Linked DNA regions of Mus musculus: all the other regions are linked to region 1. Evidence: chromatin contacts called from public promoter capture Hi-C data. All regions are on one chromosome and are shown on one strand. The core of a region is the stretch at or near the end of the contact, and the rest is flanking DNA. Distances in the headings are between cores, read along the strand shown. Region 1 holds the start of Coq4 (coenzyme Q4). Region 2 holds the start of Usp20 (ubiquitin specific peptidase 20). Region 3 holds the start of Tor1b (torsin family 1, member B). Region 4 holds the start of Asb6 (ankyrin repeat and SOCS box-containing 6).

The links. Promoter capture Hi-C pulls out the DNA fragments that hold promoters and counts their contacts. Capture Hi-C pulls out chosen DNA fragments and counts their contacts.
Region 2: a promoter capture Hi-C map of erythroid cells shows a contact between it and region 1, with 6 times the contacts expected there. The contact joins the promoter of Usp20 here to the promoter of Coq4 in region 1. A contact is called at or near these places in 1 of 39 promoter capture datasets (erythroid cells) and 1 of 9 other capture datasets (liver).
Region 3: a promoter capture Hi-C map of liver shows a contact between it and region 1, with 2.7 times the contacts expected there. The contact joins the promoter of Tor1b here to the promoter of Coq4 in region 1. A contact is called at or near these places in 5 of 39 promoter capture datasets (hippocampal neurons, liver, neutrophils and 1 more) and 1 of 9 other capture datasets (liver).
Region 4: a promoter capture Hi-C map of liver shows a contact between it and region 1, with 2.4 times the contacts expected there. The contact joins the promoter of Asb6 here to the promoter of Coq4 in region 1. A contact is called at or near these places in 1 of 39 promoter capture datasets (pre-B cells), 1 of 484 Hi-C or Micro-C datasets (CD4 T cells), 1 of 115 datasets of contacts at active chromatin or transcription factors (large pre-B cells) and 2 of 9 other capture datasets (adipose tissue and liver).

What each region holds. Positions count from the first base shown.
Region 1 is chr2:29,785,923-29,789,609 of GRCm38.p6, reverse strand. Coq4 (coenzyme Q4) reads right to left here and starts at 2,117. Exons shown (of 7, transcript NM_178693.5): 1 at 1,253-2,117; 2 at 1,042-1,173. The coding sequence starts at 1,325. Trub2 (TruB pseudouridine (psi) synthase family member 2) reads left to right here and starts at 1,939. Exons shown (of 8, transcript NM_145520.5): 1 at 1,939-2,107; 2 at 3,003-3,134. The coding sequence starts at 1,999.
Region 2 is chr2:30,980,672-30,984,358 of GRCm38.p6, reverse strand. It overlaps Usp20 (ubiquitin specific peptidase 20), which reads right to left and starts at 2,080. Exons shown (of 25, transcript NM_028846.5): 1 at 1,961-2,080. BC005624 (cDNA sequence BC005624) reads left to right here and starts at 2,418. Exons shown (of 9, transcript NM_144885.2): 1 at 2,418-2,581; 2 at 2,817-2,876. The coding sequence starts at 2,499.
Region 3 is chr2:30,951,197-30,954,883 of GRCm38.p6, reverse strand. It overlaps Tor1b (torsin family 1, member B), which reads right to left and starts at 1,883. Exons shown (of 5, transcript NM_133673.3): 1 at 1,661-1,883; 2 at 867-1,132. The coding sequence starts at 1,859.
Region 4 is chr2:30,826,465-30,830,151 of GRCm38.p6, reverse strand. Asb6 (ankyrin repeat and SOCS box-containing 6) reads left to right here and starts at 1,852. Exons shown (of 6, transcript NM_133346.2): 1 at 1,852-2,078; 2 at 3,054-3,229. The coding sequence starts at 1,966.

The DNA.
Region 1 (3,687 bases), core at 868-3,367:
AGGCGTATGCCACCACACCCGGCTAGCTACTATCCTTAACATTACAAACCTATAGGAATATGGAGGCTTTCATCAACAGCAGGAACCACTTTCATAGACCATTATCAAGACAGAGTGTCTTGTTTCCACCGGCCTTGAGATTAAATGGTGATGAATGGCAGTAACTAGGCTGACACAGTGCTTGCTTAGCACACCCAAAGCCCTGAGTTTGGTTCCCAGCATCATATAAACTGGGTATGAGGGTAGCACACACCTGTAGTCCCAGCATTCAGGAGGTAGGGAGGCAGGGTGATCAGGAATTCAAAGTCATCCTTGGCTATCTATGGAGTTAGGGGACAGCCCAGTCTATAAGAGACCTTGCCTCAACAAAACAATTTTTAAAAAATGGCGCTAGAGTTGAGTGCAGGTACAGTCACCAGATCCTATATAAACCATGCCACATGTCTCTTCTTTTACTTCCTCCCATCTTTTCTTTCTTTGAGCAAAGACTGGGTATGTATGGAAAAAGAAGCTGATCTTGCCAGGCAGTGGTGGCGCATGCCTTTAATCCCAGCACTTGGGAGGCAGAGGCAGGCGGATTTCTGAGTTCGAGGTCAGCCTGGTTTACAGAATGAGTTCCAGGACAGCCAGGGCTACACAGAGAAACCCTGTCTTGAAAAAACCAAAGCCAAACAAACAAAAAGAAGCTGATCTTGAACTGTTTCAGCAAAGAAAATCCTGAAGATCATGGCCCTTACCAAGTTTACTTACTACCCAGTGAGAATGCTGTAATTTGGTGTGTACCTGGTCATTCAGCCCAGAGATTAATATGCTAGGGTGACACTCTTCCAAGAATTACAAAAAGGCAGACTTGTAGACTTCACGTTTCTTTCTTCCTCTCCTCCCTGTGCCCAGAAGACCCAAAACAGTTCTAGCTAGAATCAGGCACCTGATTATCATAAACGATCCTGGGAAATATGATAGGCGCAGCCAGGTTTGGATGCCCACAAACCAAGTCTTCACCGGTCCCAGCTTTCGAGACCGAAGAGTAAACCGTCTTACCGTGGCGATAGGGGTTGTAGAGAGCCATTCCCGCCGCGCCCGCAGCCAGCAGCATCTTTTGCAGCGGGGTGGTTGGGATGTGGTCCGGGTACAGCAGGCGGGCGCCATGGCTCCCGGCCCTGAGGGGTACATCTGCGAGCAGAAAAGAGGTAAAGGTGAGAGGAGTCCGGTCCCTCTGGTCGCCGCGGACACTGGAATCAGAGCTGCTCACCTACAGCTGGCCGCGTACGGGGCCGAAGACTGCGGTGGAGGCGCAGGGAGCGAAGCAGCAGCAGGGTCGCCATGGCAGCGGACGTCCGCGTGGTTAGGCGGGGCTCCGCAGGTACTACGGAGGCCCGAGAAGTCAAAAGACTCCTGGGACACTGCACTCACTGTGGCTTTTTGATCGGAGATGTTGTAATATGGACAGGAGCATGAGAAGGAAAGCCACAAGATCTGTTTGCCACTGAAGTAAAACAACTGCTGTGAGCCAGGCGTTATTTATAACGTAGGCCTGTCAACCCAGCATTTGAAACCTGGAGGCCGTAGGATCAGTTCGAGATCCTTCTTGGCTATTTCTTAAGTACGAAGGCAGTACTAGAGACCTTGTCTCAAAAACCAAGCCTGATGTGAATTACTCGTCACTCCAGATCTTGGAAAAGTGGAGACAGAAAAGTAATGAATTCTCGGCAACTTAGCAAGTTTGAGGGCAGCCTGGGATATATGAGAAACAAACAAACAAAAAACTCCTGAAAAGAATTCAAAAATAACATAACCGAGAATTCGGTTGCTCGATATCCGGCCCTATTTTCTTCTCCATCTCTTATTTCCCCCCCGGAGGGCAATAAGAAAAGAACCTCTTCCTGCCAAGGAAACAAGGCGGCTACCTACAGTAGGGACCACATTTGGGAAAGGACCACGCAGCACTTCCGCCCGCATCCCCGCTTCTGGATGATGTTGAACCGCTGAGTTCCAGCCATGGGTTCTTCTGGCCTAGCTCGGCTGCAGGGGCTCTTCGCTGTCTATAAACCTCCGGGGCTGAAGTGGCTGCACTTGCGTGAGACCGTGGAGTTGCAACTGCTTAAAGGTGAGAACTCCGACGCGGACCCACGGTTTTGCTTTAGTTCTTTCTGATGTGGAGTGAGGTCACGTGGTTCGTTTGCCGGGTTGTAGCTGTTTCTTGTTTGTTTGTTTTTTTTCTCTTGTACACATTTCGTTACTACCCACTCTCCGCTATTTTCCTTTAGAGAAATTCATTCTATAGTGTTGGGTTTTTTTTCGCGGTTTCTGTTACAGAGTTAGAATTTGAACTTTTTTTTTTTTTTTTTTTTTTTTTGCCTTTTGAGACAGGGTCTTTTCTAATTAATCCGACCTTGAAATCAGTGAGGCACTGAGAATTCTGACTCTCCTGACTCCACCTGCCAGATGCTGGGATCACAAGCGTGACCACCACCCCGACCCTCAAACACCAATTTTTTTCTTTGCCTTTTTTTCCTTTCTTTTATTTTCTTAAAAACTGTCATGTAGCCTCAAATTTGCTATGTAAGATGAAGATAACCTTGAACTTTTGACTGTCCTGCCTTCACTACCCAAGGTCTTAGACTACATCTGTGTAGTACCACCTCCCATTAGGGTGCTGGGGATGGAACCCGGGGCGTCTTGCGTATTGTGCAAACACTCCATGAATTGAGCTACACTTCCAACCTAGGATTTTTGTTTTGTTTGTTTGTTCTTCACTTTTTAGAGAATGGTTTCTCTGTATACCCCTGGCTGCCCTGGAAATAACTCTGTAGATCAGTCAGGCCTTGAATTCAGAGATAGGCCCGCCTCTTGCCTCCCCAGTGCTGGAATTAATGATACCTGGCTTCTGAAGGAGTCATAGTACGTTTTCTACGATACACAAATCCATCTTCTATGCTACCATCTCTCTACCCCTTCTCTTGCGGGTTGGAAAAGTACTGACTGTGTTCTTTTGTGCTTAGGTCTCAATGCCCAGCAGCCTCCTGCTCCTGATCAGCGTGTTCGCTTCTTGCTAGGCCCTGTGGAAGGCAGTGAAGAGAAGAAGTTGACTCTCAGAGCCACCAATGTACCCTCCCTCACCACCCACAGACTTGGTAAGGCAGAGTCAGACAGGACCCTGGCCGTGATGTTAGAGGAAATCCCTGGCCTGAGTTAGATTTCTAGCCCAGGGTTTGGCAAACTTCCCTAGAGAGGGAAGATTTTAAACAGCTTCTGCCTACAGCCTTGTGTTTTCCTTGGCTCTGCTCCTCTTTGCTATTGTAATGCAAAGCATCTCTAGACTGTAGGAAAGGAGAGAACCTTCTTGTATTTTAGTCAAGACTGGAGTGCAGCCACATGGTTGTGGTGCACGCCTTTAATCCCAGCTCTTGGGAGGCAGAGGCAGGCGGATTTCTGAGTTTGAGGCCAGTCTGGTCTACAAAGTGAGTTCCAGGACAGCCAGGGCTATACAGAGAAACCCTGTCTCGAAGGAAAAAAAAAAAAAAAAGGCTGGAGTACAAAACAGCTATTTTGAGAGCAGTTATAAACACCGGTGTCCAGCAGCCTTTGTCTTCTATGGGAGACTGAAAGGATCATTTAAATTTAGGAGTCCCTGGCCAACCTGGGCAACACAGTGAGACCCAGTCTCAAAACAAAGTAGACTTGATG
Region 2 (3,687 bases), core at 831-3,330, 1.2 Mb before region 1:
CTGGCTGTCCTGGAGCTCACTGTAGACCAGGCTGACCCCAAACTCAGAAATCCCGACTGTCTCTGCCTCCCAAGTGCTGGAATTAAAGGTGTGCGCACCACTGCCAGGCTTCTCCTTTTTTCTTATTTATTTATTTTTATTTGGTTTCTGGAGACAGGGTCTCTCTGGGTAGCCTTAGCTGTCCTGGGACTCACAGAGATCTGCCTGCCTCTGCACGTGCCATCGTTACCCAACTCAAATAAGCACTTTGGAATGCTTACCATGACGAGGCCATCCCAGATGTGACTGCTCCTTAAGCATCCATCCAGCTCCGCAGAAAGTCAGCACCCATCCCACCTGTCATGCCAGACTAATATCTGAGACCCCTCACTTTCCTGGAGGCTCCTTTCCAGAGCACTTTTACTTCCAAAAACACTACTCAGAGCGACTGCAGTCTCTGTATCCAGCACCTAGGTCAAATTTCCAGCTGCCACACTCCAAGCGGCACTTGTGTCAAACGAGAATCAACTCCGTCTGCCAGAGCCCAGGGAGTTGGTATCACCTGGCATTCTGGCTTCAAGGATGGGAATGCAGATACAAACAAGGGACAACTTGTTTGTATCAGATGTCCCTCTCTGTATCTTCAAATGAGGAATGTCTCAAAATGCTCTTGACCTTGTGACTTTCCTTGGAGGCACCAGAGAGGCCCAGTACCCTAGAGGTTAAGGGGTAAGGCATGGTTAGGCAGGGAAATTAAGAGCCACCTCTGAGCCTGTGAGAATTGTACACCCAAGTCCCTGGATTCATGCAGCAGTTCCCAAGGTGCCTCTTTTTCAGCCAACAGAGACATGGTGTCCAATGACTGCCATCGACATCTGAAGATGGTTGATCTAATCTCCAGTGGGGTCAAGACTTTTGATACTTAATGCCTCTTTGATCAAAGCTAAAAGGCTGTTTCAAGACATCCCGAGTTTTCTCTTTGTCCCAGTCTAAGGGGAATATGACAACTTCAGAAAAAAAAATGTTCTGGAAAAAAGCCAAGGCATGGCAGACATGCCCTCCCTGCTTCAGAATAGTCTTCTGGAAAAAGTGTCCATCAGCCCCTCCCCCAGCCCATAAGCTGGCACACCAGCTGCAGCAGCAGCAGGGAAGACCCACAGAGGCCCGCTGTCCCTGAAGCACACCCTGCAGCTGTGAAAGCTCTGTCCCCAACCCAGCCTCACCTCCCAGCTGCAGAACTTGAAGTACGGGTTACTTCTCTTACGCCTCGGTAGCCTCGTTTTTTGAAAGAGAGACCCAACTGCATCTACTTCGTGGGATTTGATGGAAGGCTTCTAGAAGAGACTGCTTACCCCAGTGCCTGCCACAGTTAAGTGTCGAGTAAGAAGCGCTGTGCTCCAGAGGAAACTAGTAATTAAGGAGTCCCTAAAAGTCCCATGTGAGCTATTACGCATGCACTTATCCATCTTATAAGTGTTTATAGACACCTTTAAAAACTAACTACCGTCGCAACATCTCGGGGGTGTAAGGTGCTTATGGCAGAGCGACAGTCCTCCAGGCCAAACGAGTCCTCCCAAGCTCTCAAAGAGCAGTCCCTGGCCTCTGAACGTCAGTGGTACCTCTCCTAGGGACGAATGGCTGCAGGCCAACCTGGTATGGACAGTCAGCACCGGGACTGATATTCACCCCCGGCAAGGTGATCAGCTTTTGTGAGTGAGGAATAAATGTGCACGTCCGAGCCCTGGAGCCCGAGTGGCCTCCTGCTGGCCTTCCAAGCGACGTGCGGCCTGCTCAAAAGCCAGAGCCGTGGGGGTTCGGGGCGGGCACGGGAGTCGGTGATGGGATGATAGGCGGCGGGGACCTCTTACCAGGTCCTGGCCGCCCCGCAAAGCCAGGCCTCCCCTGCTCCCAGCGGCTGGACGATGATCCCCGCTCTAGCGGCCCAGCCCCCGGCAGCAGGCAGCAGCCGTCAGAAACTCACCTGCCGTCGCAACCGCGCCGCCTGTCAGTCAAGCTAGCCCACCGCGGCGCTGCCTAGAGTCTTGTGGCTCTGCCTGCCACGCCCCGCCTCCTCACCGTCAGACGTCCAATCGGGAGAGCCTATGCCAGGAGCGGGGGCGGTGTCACAGGTCACAGCCTACTAGAGGGCGGTACCGGGCACGCCGGAGGCGTGGCCGTGCGAGTGGTGAGTGCCCAAGCATGCCGGGAGTCGGGGGAGTGGCCGTGCTGCTGGGGTTTCACCGTGTGGTTCGAAGGCCGTCCTGTTGAGCGGTGAGCATGGTTACTCGATGGGCGTGGTCGAGGGTGTGGCCACGCGGCAATACCTGCCCTTGCTTTTCGGAGTTCGGAGTGGTTGCCTGCCCTGCTGAGGCGGGGCCCTACGGGCTTGGGGTGTGGCCTGGCAAGGCGGAGGCGGGTCTGAGTGCAGCCGACGCTCTGACGACACTTCTGCGCGCCGGAAGAGAGAGGTTCCCTGGACTACGCGTCTGGTAACGCAGCGCCAAGGGTCTGGTTCCGCTATGCGGATTACTGGGAAAACATTCCGCCGGCGCCGGGCTGACTCGGAGTCGGAGGAGGATGAACAAGAATCAGAGGAGGTTCGGTACGTGTTGCTGAGACAGGCTTGGGACTGGATACCGGCCAGCGCCACGCAGAGGCTCCTAGGGATAAGGCCACATCGCGGCTGGGAGAGGTGCCCCGGGGTCGCATGGGTCTGACTGCCGATGACCACTGGATCAGGGACTCGGCAAAGGGACATGTCCTTAGAACGGAGTTTGGCTTTTGAGTTCCGCAGGTCTCAACCTGTGCGTCACTTTTTATTCCTTTTTTTCCCCCAGGCTAAAACTGGAAGAAACCCGAGAGGTGCAGAACTTGCGGAAGAGGCCAAATGGGGTGAGGTGGGTACCACGGGGGTGGTCGCGGCGTCATTGATTTCCAGCTAAAACAAAAATTTCCAGCTAGGGTCGCAGTCACAAATCCCTCCTTTGACATACAGTTCTACTGATCATAGAGGGAACTAAGGTTCTTTATAAATGTTTGTCACATGCCCTGAACCTGATGGTCTATGGGTCTGCTCCAAGTCACTAACTGTAAATTTTAGCTGGACTGATGAATTGTGATTGACAACGTGTTAAGAGATAAGAATTTGGGAAACTTAGGTTAAAAAGTATAATAAATAAACAATAGCCTGGTTTGGTGCAATCCTATCACAGGGAGTTTGAGGGCAACCTAGGCTTCATAAGAAGAATAAAGAAAAAGAAAAAAACTTGAGGTAGAGAGACAGCATTTATAATAATATTTCCATTTATTTCCCACCTATTTCTTTTTTAGTTTATCCCATGCTTTTAAAGAGTTAAATCATCATATTACTGTGAGCCTCTGACCATGGTGTGTGTTTTCCAGAAAACCTTTTTAGAAGGCTGCGTCGTGTGCATTGCCAGGGGTGTGCACTATAACTTGCTACCAGATTGACTGGGATTGTGTGCTGCCTCACACCTAGACTCCCAGACTTGAGAAACTGAAACAGTGGGATTACCATGAGTTTGGTGCCAGCCGGGCCTGCAGAGTGAAACTGGTCTCAGCATCAACAAGGCCCATCCTAGTGCCATAGCACTGTAGTCCCAGCTGTGTGGGAAGATCACAGGTTTAAGGCCTGACTGAGCAACTATGAGACCTGGGTCATAAAGTAAACAAGAAATGGTGGGGATA
Region 3 (3,687 bases), core at 634-3,133, 1.2 Mb before region 1:
AAAACCAGGCTGGAGCTTTGCTTCCGACTCACACGGGCAGCAGACAGAGGTGGCAAGTTTTAGATGTGGCCATGCCCAAGCAAACTATCTAAGGCCGCCCTACCTAACACCCTGTGCCCTGCTGGGAATGGAAATCCCTTTATGAGTGCCTAAGGCAGAGGCCTGGAGACAGGAGGTGAGGAGTTCAGGTTGTGAGGGACAAGTCACCTTGCCTCTCTTGTCCACTTTCTCTGATTTCAGTCCCCTCCTCCCTCCCCCTATCCCAGGAATGATACCCCACCCCACCTCACCCCTACACTAGTTGGCTCCATCTTTAAATGATCATAGCATCCCCTACCTCACTGGATTATTTTGGAATAGCAATTTTAGAAACAAAGAAGATGGGACACACCTATAATCCCAGCACTTGGAAGTTGAAGGTAGGAGGATCAGAAGTTCAAAGCCAGCCTCTGCTATTTATAGTGAGTTTGAAGCCAACCTGGGCTACATTAGACCCTGTCTAAAACCACCCTCTCTCCCACATGCCATAAACTGGGCAAATTGATAGATGCCTGTTGATCTCAGCCCTCAGAAAGCTGGATCCCTAACACCAAAGCCAGCCTGGACTACACGATGAGGCACTGTCTCAGAAAGTATAAATAAAGAGAGGCTAGGCATTTAATCCCAGCCTTTGGAGGGCAGAGGTAGGTAGATCTCTGTGAGTTCCAGGCCTGCCAGACCTACACAGTAAAACTCAGTCAAATAAATAGCAGAAAGCAAAGCAGAGGCCAGATGGAGCACTTCAAGGCAGAGAAAGAAAAGCAGAGGCCAGAGCTACTGAGTAAAGTACCCCAGGCATATGATCAAAAATCGGTAGGTTTTCTTGCCTGGTACACCTTTATCTTCTGCTCATGAGGGAAGTGCAAAGTAGAGACGAACAGGTGGACAAAGTTACTCTTCAGGCCTTTTGGATAAAGGTTTTCAGCCACAATCTGGCTGATAAAATTCTTGCCCGTGCCAGCCCAGCCGTGCAAGGACAGAGTCAATGGTTTCTTGGAATTTTTGTTGTTCCTGAAGCCAGTCAATGCCTTGAGAATCACTTCGGTGGCAAGGTGCTGTCCAAACAGCTTCTCTTCCAAGTCCAGCTTGAGGGCTGCGGAGGCCCGCACCGGAACAAAGAGAAAAACACAGGTTAAAAAAGTACCTGAGTCAGAGGCACAGTTAGCGACTGATCCAGCAGGGCCAGAAGGGATGAAAAATGCAGAGATCTCACAGATCAGAGCCAGAATCATAAGGACCTACAGTCAGATCCTTAAGTGCCAGTTCTCCTTAACATCTAAATGTCAAACAAGCTACACAGATTCTTTCATCCAGGGAAGAACCATTTGGCGGCTGTGCTCCGGGCTAGCTTTCCCGCCACCCCTGATGGCTCGAAAAAAAAACAAACAAACAGCAAGAGCAACAGGCGGGCTTTCTGGATGGAGCTCCACGCCTGGCACCCCCTGGCGGGGCGCACCAGCTGGCCCCGTTGCGTTCAGTTCTCCAGGTGGTCATTGCAAGGCCTGCAAAGGTGTGGCGAGGTCCCGGCCGTGTGTGTCTCCCGCGGCGCCGCATCCAGCAGGAGCGGGAGCCAAGCTCCCAGTGCCCTCCCGCCCGCCCCGACCGGCCCGCGGGCACATACCCGACGTGTTGAGGGGCCGTTCCTCATGGCAGCACTCGGTGAAGCGGCAGTAGAAATCGGTATAGGACAGGTAGCCGGTGAGCGCCGACACGGCCCCGATGGCGATGCCCACGCTTACGGGCTCGAACGCCCCCGCCACGTGGGCGGCCAGCAGCGCCCACAGGGCCGTGGAGCCCCCAAACGCTCCGATTCGTCTCATCGCACGCAGGGAAGCACCGTGCGGCTGCGCTCCGAGCGCAGGATTCAGTCCCAGGGACTGAACTTCCGGTACGGCGCTGTCACTTCCGCTTAGCTAGAAAGCCGCCTTGTTGGAAAGGGGCGGGGAGATTATTGTCACCAACGTTGTGAGTGTCAGGAAACCCTCTAGAGACCATTAAAGGAATTTCATTCCTATCTTTTAGAGGTCCTGTTTGTTTGTTGGTTGGTTTGTTATACAAACACACACACACACACACACACACACACACAGGAGACGGAGAGAGGGAGAGAACGCAGAGATGGATCAGTTGTTAGGGGCACTGACTAGCTCTTCCTGAGGACCTGGGTTCACTTCCAAGCACCCACATTCCTGTTTTGTGACGGTCTCTAACCAGTTCCAGGGGTTCTGCCACTCTCTTTTGGCCTCTGTAAGCACTGCACACACACACACGGGACACAGACATACACGCAAGCAAAACAATCATACACACAACATAATAAAATTATTGGAAAATTATGCACACATAAAAATCAAAAGCCCAGATTGGGCTCCCAGCATCCACATCTGGTGGCTTATGATTGCCTGTACCTCCAGAACTTTTCCTCCGAGCTTTGTGGGCACCTCCACGTATACGGTGCTGTACAGAAGCTCAGGCGTGCACATACATATAAGATAATACATAAATAAATAAAATAATAATAATAATAATAGCAACAATAATGTGTGCTTGTTGTGAGAGAGACAGGGCTGAGCACTAGGGATGTAACGCACATAGGGACACCTGTGGGGGATTCACAAGGGAGACAGACATTTGTCTATGCGCATACCACACAGTGGGCCCCAGGTTGCCCGCTGGGAATTCATCCATGGAGTAGAGTTGGTCCTGCCTTTCAGGACACACAGGCTGTAGGGGAGGCAAGCAAGGGGACAAGGACTACTGAGTCATCAAAGTCCAGGTACTGTGGGGCAGGGAAAGCCTTTGCCTATGCTGAAGATTAGAGGTATTAATCAAAAACCGACGAAGTTGGTCATGCAGAAAACAAGCAGTGGTGTGGTTTATGTAAAGAGTAGAGTTTGTAAACAGCCCGTCTGAAATGTGTGATTACTCCTCCACACGCCTTCATTATATCAACTTGATATAGAATTTGAAGCCACAGGCTTTTTTCCTTTTTGTTTGTTTGTTTGTTTGGGTGTTTTGTTTTGTTTTGTTTTTGGGACAGGGTTTCTCTGCGGAGCCCTGGCTGTCCTTGAACTCACTCTGTAGACCAGGCTGGCCTCGAACTCAGAAATCCGCCTGCCTCTGCCTCCCAAGTGCTGGGATTAAAGGTGTGCGCCACCACCGCCTGGCTGCCACAGGCTTTTAATAGGGACAATACAGCCAACTTGAAGATCATTCCCCAAGGAAATAGATTGTCCATACATACTTGGTCCAGACTTTGCCAAACTTGGTTGAGTTCCTTTAGTAACTAATGTGCAATAAATAACTCGTGAACTCTGGCTGTGTGTCAGGCCCAACACTATATAAAGCACATATACCCATATACCAGGCTTACAGCAGGGAATAGGTCAGGTATGGCTCCTGACCTCACAACAGAGCCACTGACCACGACTGTCCTTATTTCTGGGGGGATAGGGCAAAAAGGTAAGGCCCCAGAGCCCCAGCAGGCTAATCTCAGTCTCCTGTCCCAGCATGCTAATTAAAGAGATGCTTATGAGTGAAAAGCAGATAAAAGAGTTTCTACTCAGGTGTCTCATTGGGAGTAGGAGCAGATGGTGGGGGCAGGTGACCCCCAAGTCCATCTTCTGGACACTGCCATGAGCTTCAGGT
Region 4 (3,687 bases), core at 603-3,102, 1.0 Mb before region 1:
CACAGGGCTTGGTGGCAAGCCTCCACCTCCTGAACCAGCTCAGCAGCCCAGTTCTTCTTACTCTGCCTGTCCCTTCTCTCAGACACTGGTGACATCAAGATGCCTTTCATTGGACCTCGGCCTGTGAGAGCCAGGCAAGTGATCAAGTCAGAGGTGAAGACTGGCTGGAGAGACGGATCAGCCATTAAAGGCTAGGCTAGGGGAAGATGGTGAGGCCAAGGCCAGAAGGACCACACCTAGATTCACCTGTTGCATGGGGTTTGTATTCTGCCCTCTGAGTTCCACTGAAGCTCTAGTCTGGGGACCTTCAAAGTGACCTTATTTGGAAGAAGGGTCTTGTAGATGTCAGGAGGCTAAACTACTGCTATTCTGGATCAGGGCAGCCTCCAAAGCCAAGTGCTGGAGCCACTGAGGAAAGGAGAAGTGACCTGGACAAAGGCACAGACCCAAAGCAGGAAGCCACGATGTCCAGTCTTCATGGTGCTGGGTATGGAACTCGAGGCATTCTGCTCGGTGAGCCAACTCCCAGGCCCAAAGGGGAACTTTTTTTTTTTTTTCCCCATGAATAGGGATGTTTTGCTTGCATGGCCATATGTGCATCACTTTTGTGCCTGTGCCCACAGCGTCCAGAAGAGGGCACCAGATCCCCTTGGCCTAGAGTTATGGGTGGCTGTGAGCCACTATGAGGGTGTTGGGAGCTGAACCTGGGCTGATCAAGATCTCTCCAGTAACCTGCCACCCTCCACCCGACTCCTCCCCCCTCTTGGAGATAGAGCCTCACTATGTAGTCCTGGCAGGCTAAGAACAGAACCTAGGTCCTTTGCAAGAGCAGCCAGTATTCCTAATTGCTGAGCCATCTCTCCAGCCCCTGTACAGATTTTTTCCCCATTATTCCCTTAACAACCCAATAAACAATGACCAACCTGGTGTTTACTCTGTTGGGTGCAGAGTCCCATAGAGCTGAAATAGGTCATGAGAGGAGCTGTGTACCCATTCTGTGTAAGATCCTTGGCCACTGGGTTTGGTGTCCTGGGCTATCCTGGAACCAAGCCTAGCATCCCAACACTTGAGAAGTGGAGGCAGGAAGGCTCTTGGTTAAAACAAAGAAGAAATTTTGTTCCAAGCCAGTAACTCTATGGCAGATGGCAGGTGCCAAGCAGAGAGAACACAAGCCCCCATAAGGGATTGGAGCTACACCTATGATGGTGCAGCCTCAGGACCATTGACACCTCCCCATAACTGACCTTTTTAGAGTCATCAGGGCCTTGCCGCAGGACTCAAAGTTGCAGCCACTCAAATTTGCGTAGGGGGACGCTACCTGGTACAGTCCTTTCTGCTATGTCAAAGCTTCCTCCTGCTCAGGGTCTAGGCAAGTGATATTATGCCAATTTTCCAGATCAGGACATGAAGGTTCACAGAGTCCCTCCAGTGAAAAGTGGGAAAAGTGGGCAGCCTGTTTGGCTAGGCGTCAAGGGACAGAGAATAAGGAACTGCCCCCAGCGTCTGTGGGGAAGAGTTGGGGTGCAAGATCCTCATTACGCCACTTGGTCTACACAGTGGAGAAACTGAGGTGGTTGCAGCCTTTCCTTAGAGAGTGGCCAAAGTCAAGTAGGCTGCAGAAAGTAGTGTTCAGGCTCCGAATAGGGCCTGTGTCACCTCGGATTGGAGCCAGTCAGTAGCGGGGCCGCATGCCCCGTCGGAGCTCAGACGCCCTTCAGCGGCCTCGCGGGGAATTTCAGTGCGGGGCGGAGCCGGACAGTGATGATCGCCGCGAGGTCCTCCCCGGCGGCAGGGGGCAGTGTGACTCACATGCTCCCTCAAAGGCCCGCACGGACCGGAAGTAGGAGTGGTAGGATAACTTCCGGTGCGGAACTGGGGCCTGGGAGGATTGCTCACCGGCGCGGGGTCTGAACCGGTAGATCGGGAGGTGGTGGCCTGTGGGTGTCGGAACACGCGGCCGACGCCATGCCGTTCTTGCACGGCTTCCGCAGGATCATCTTTGAGTACCAGCCCCTAGTGGACGCCATCCTTGGCGCCCTGGGCATCCAGGATCTGGAGCGGCAGGAGCCCCTGGATGAGTAAGTCGCTGCGGTCCTCTGTGGTTGTCGCAGCGGGAGTGGGAGCTGCGTGGCCGCGAGCTCGAGCTCCAGCCTGAGGCGGGCTCGGAGTGTCTTGTAGGGCAGAAGACCCGGGCCTCTGCTGCCTGTGCATGGATGCTGGAGACGTCCTGGCTGGGGCCGACCGGACTTTCGGCAGACAGCAGGCCTCTCCGAGAGCCTCTGGGGAAGCAAGCCGGTGTGGTCCGTGTGCCCTGTGCAGACCTCCTTGGGTACTCGGAGCGCTACGCCTTCGGAGTGCTTGTGCTACAGAGACAAGCGAGCACCCAGACCGGCATCGCGGTCTGAGATGCAGAGTAGGGTGGGGCAGAGGAGCTAGCAGTCTCACCAAGGATGTCTTTTCTAAACCACATCAGCCCTTTCCTCTGCGGCCTACTCTGTAAATGCAGTGCCAGGCGTTTTTAAGAACTCGGAGGCGGGGCCGCAGGGCTGCACAACAAGGCGCTACTGCCCTCCTTTGGCGGAGCCCAGCATATTTAGGAGGGCTGCCCCAGATAAGCGTTTTGTGTCCGGGCGTTGGTCAGATCTTAGGGCCCACCTGTTGCAAGAGGTCTGGTGGGTGAGATTAGGGCGAAGAGCAAGTAAGGCGCGTCGTGGCCAGGTGACTCTGAAGGTGGTGTTTGGGCCGTTGTCAGAGCTGGGGTAACATATGGAACAGCGTCCAGGCCCAAGATGCACTTAGTAGGTAGTTTTGTCTAGGAAGGGTGAGAGCTTTAGGGCTACCCTCAAGGTGGTGTGAGAGAAGATGGGGCAGAGCCAGCACTTTGACAGCATGCTGAAGGATGGCTTTGAAATCACTTAATGCTTTTGACCAAGAAAGAGTTGTGCCCCACAGAGCATGCGCAGCTTGTGTGGATGCTTGTGAAAGGGCACACAGGCTAGGGCCACTGGCCCCCGTGAGTTCCCACTTTCTCTGTTCTGCCTCTTGGTGCACAGTTCTGCTTCCAGCGAGGAGAGCCGGATCCTGGTCCTCACGGAGCTGCTGGAGCAGAAGGCTCACTCTCCATTCTACCAGGAAGGCGTGAGCAATGCGTTGCTGAAGATGGCTGAGCTGGGCCTGACCCGGGCAGCTGCTGTCCTTCTGCAGAGTGGGGCCAACCTCAATTTCGAAGGTCAGCAGCATCCTGAGGATGGGGGTGGGGTGAGGAGGACTAGGCAGCCAGGCCCAGCCACTGCTTTTCCTCCGGTCTTTGGGGTGACTTCCCTTGTTCTTTTCCTGTGGGTGTCTTTCTGGGGGCTCTTAGCGCCTCTACTCCCACATCTTCCAGATCAATCCTTCTACCATGTAGAGAATACACTGGCAATGCCCAGAGCTAAGGGCAGGTGATTTCTCTGCTCTGAGCTGTCCTGCAGGTTTTGCTCTGGCCCTAGAGGTGGGAAGATAAGCCACACTGGGCATCTGTTACAGCAGGCTGCATAGGTTCTTTACGCATCAGGAATGATGAAGGGCCAGCCACCTGTCCTGCCATTGGCTGTCACCCCTAGGAGGTAGGAGACAGGTAGGGCTGCCTATGAGCTTGTGGGGGTCAGTGCTGACCCCCACACAGGCCTTCATGCCTTTCATTGGAAA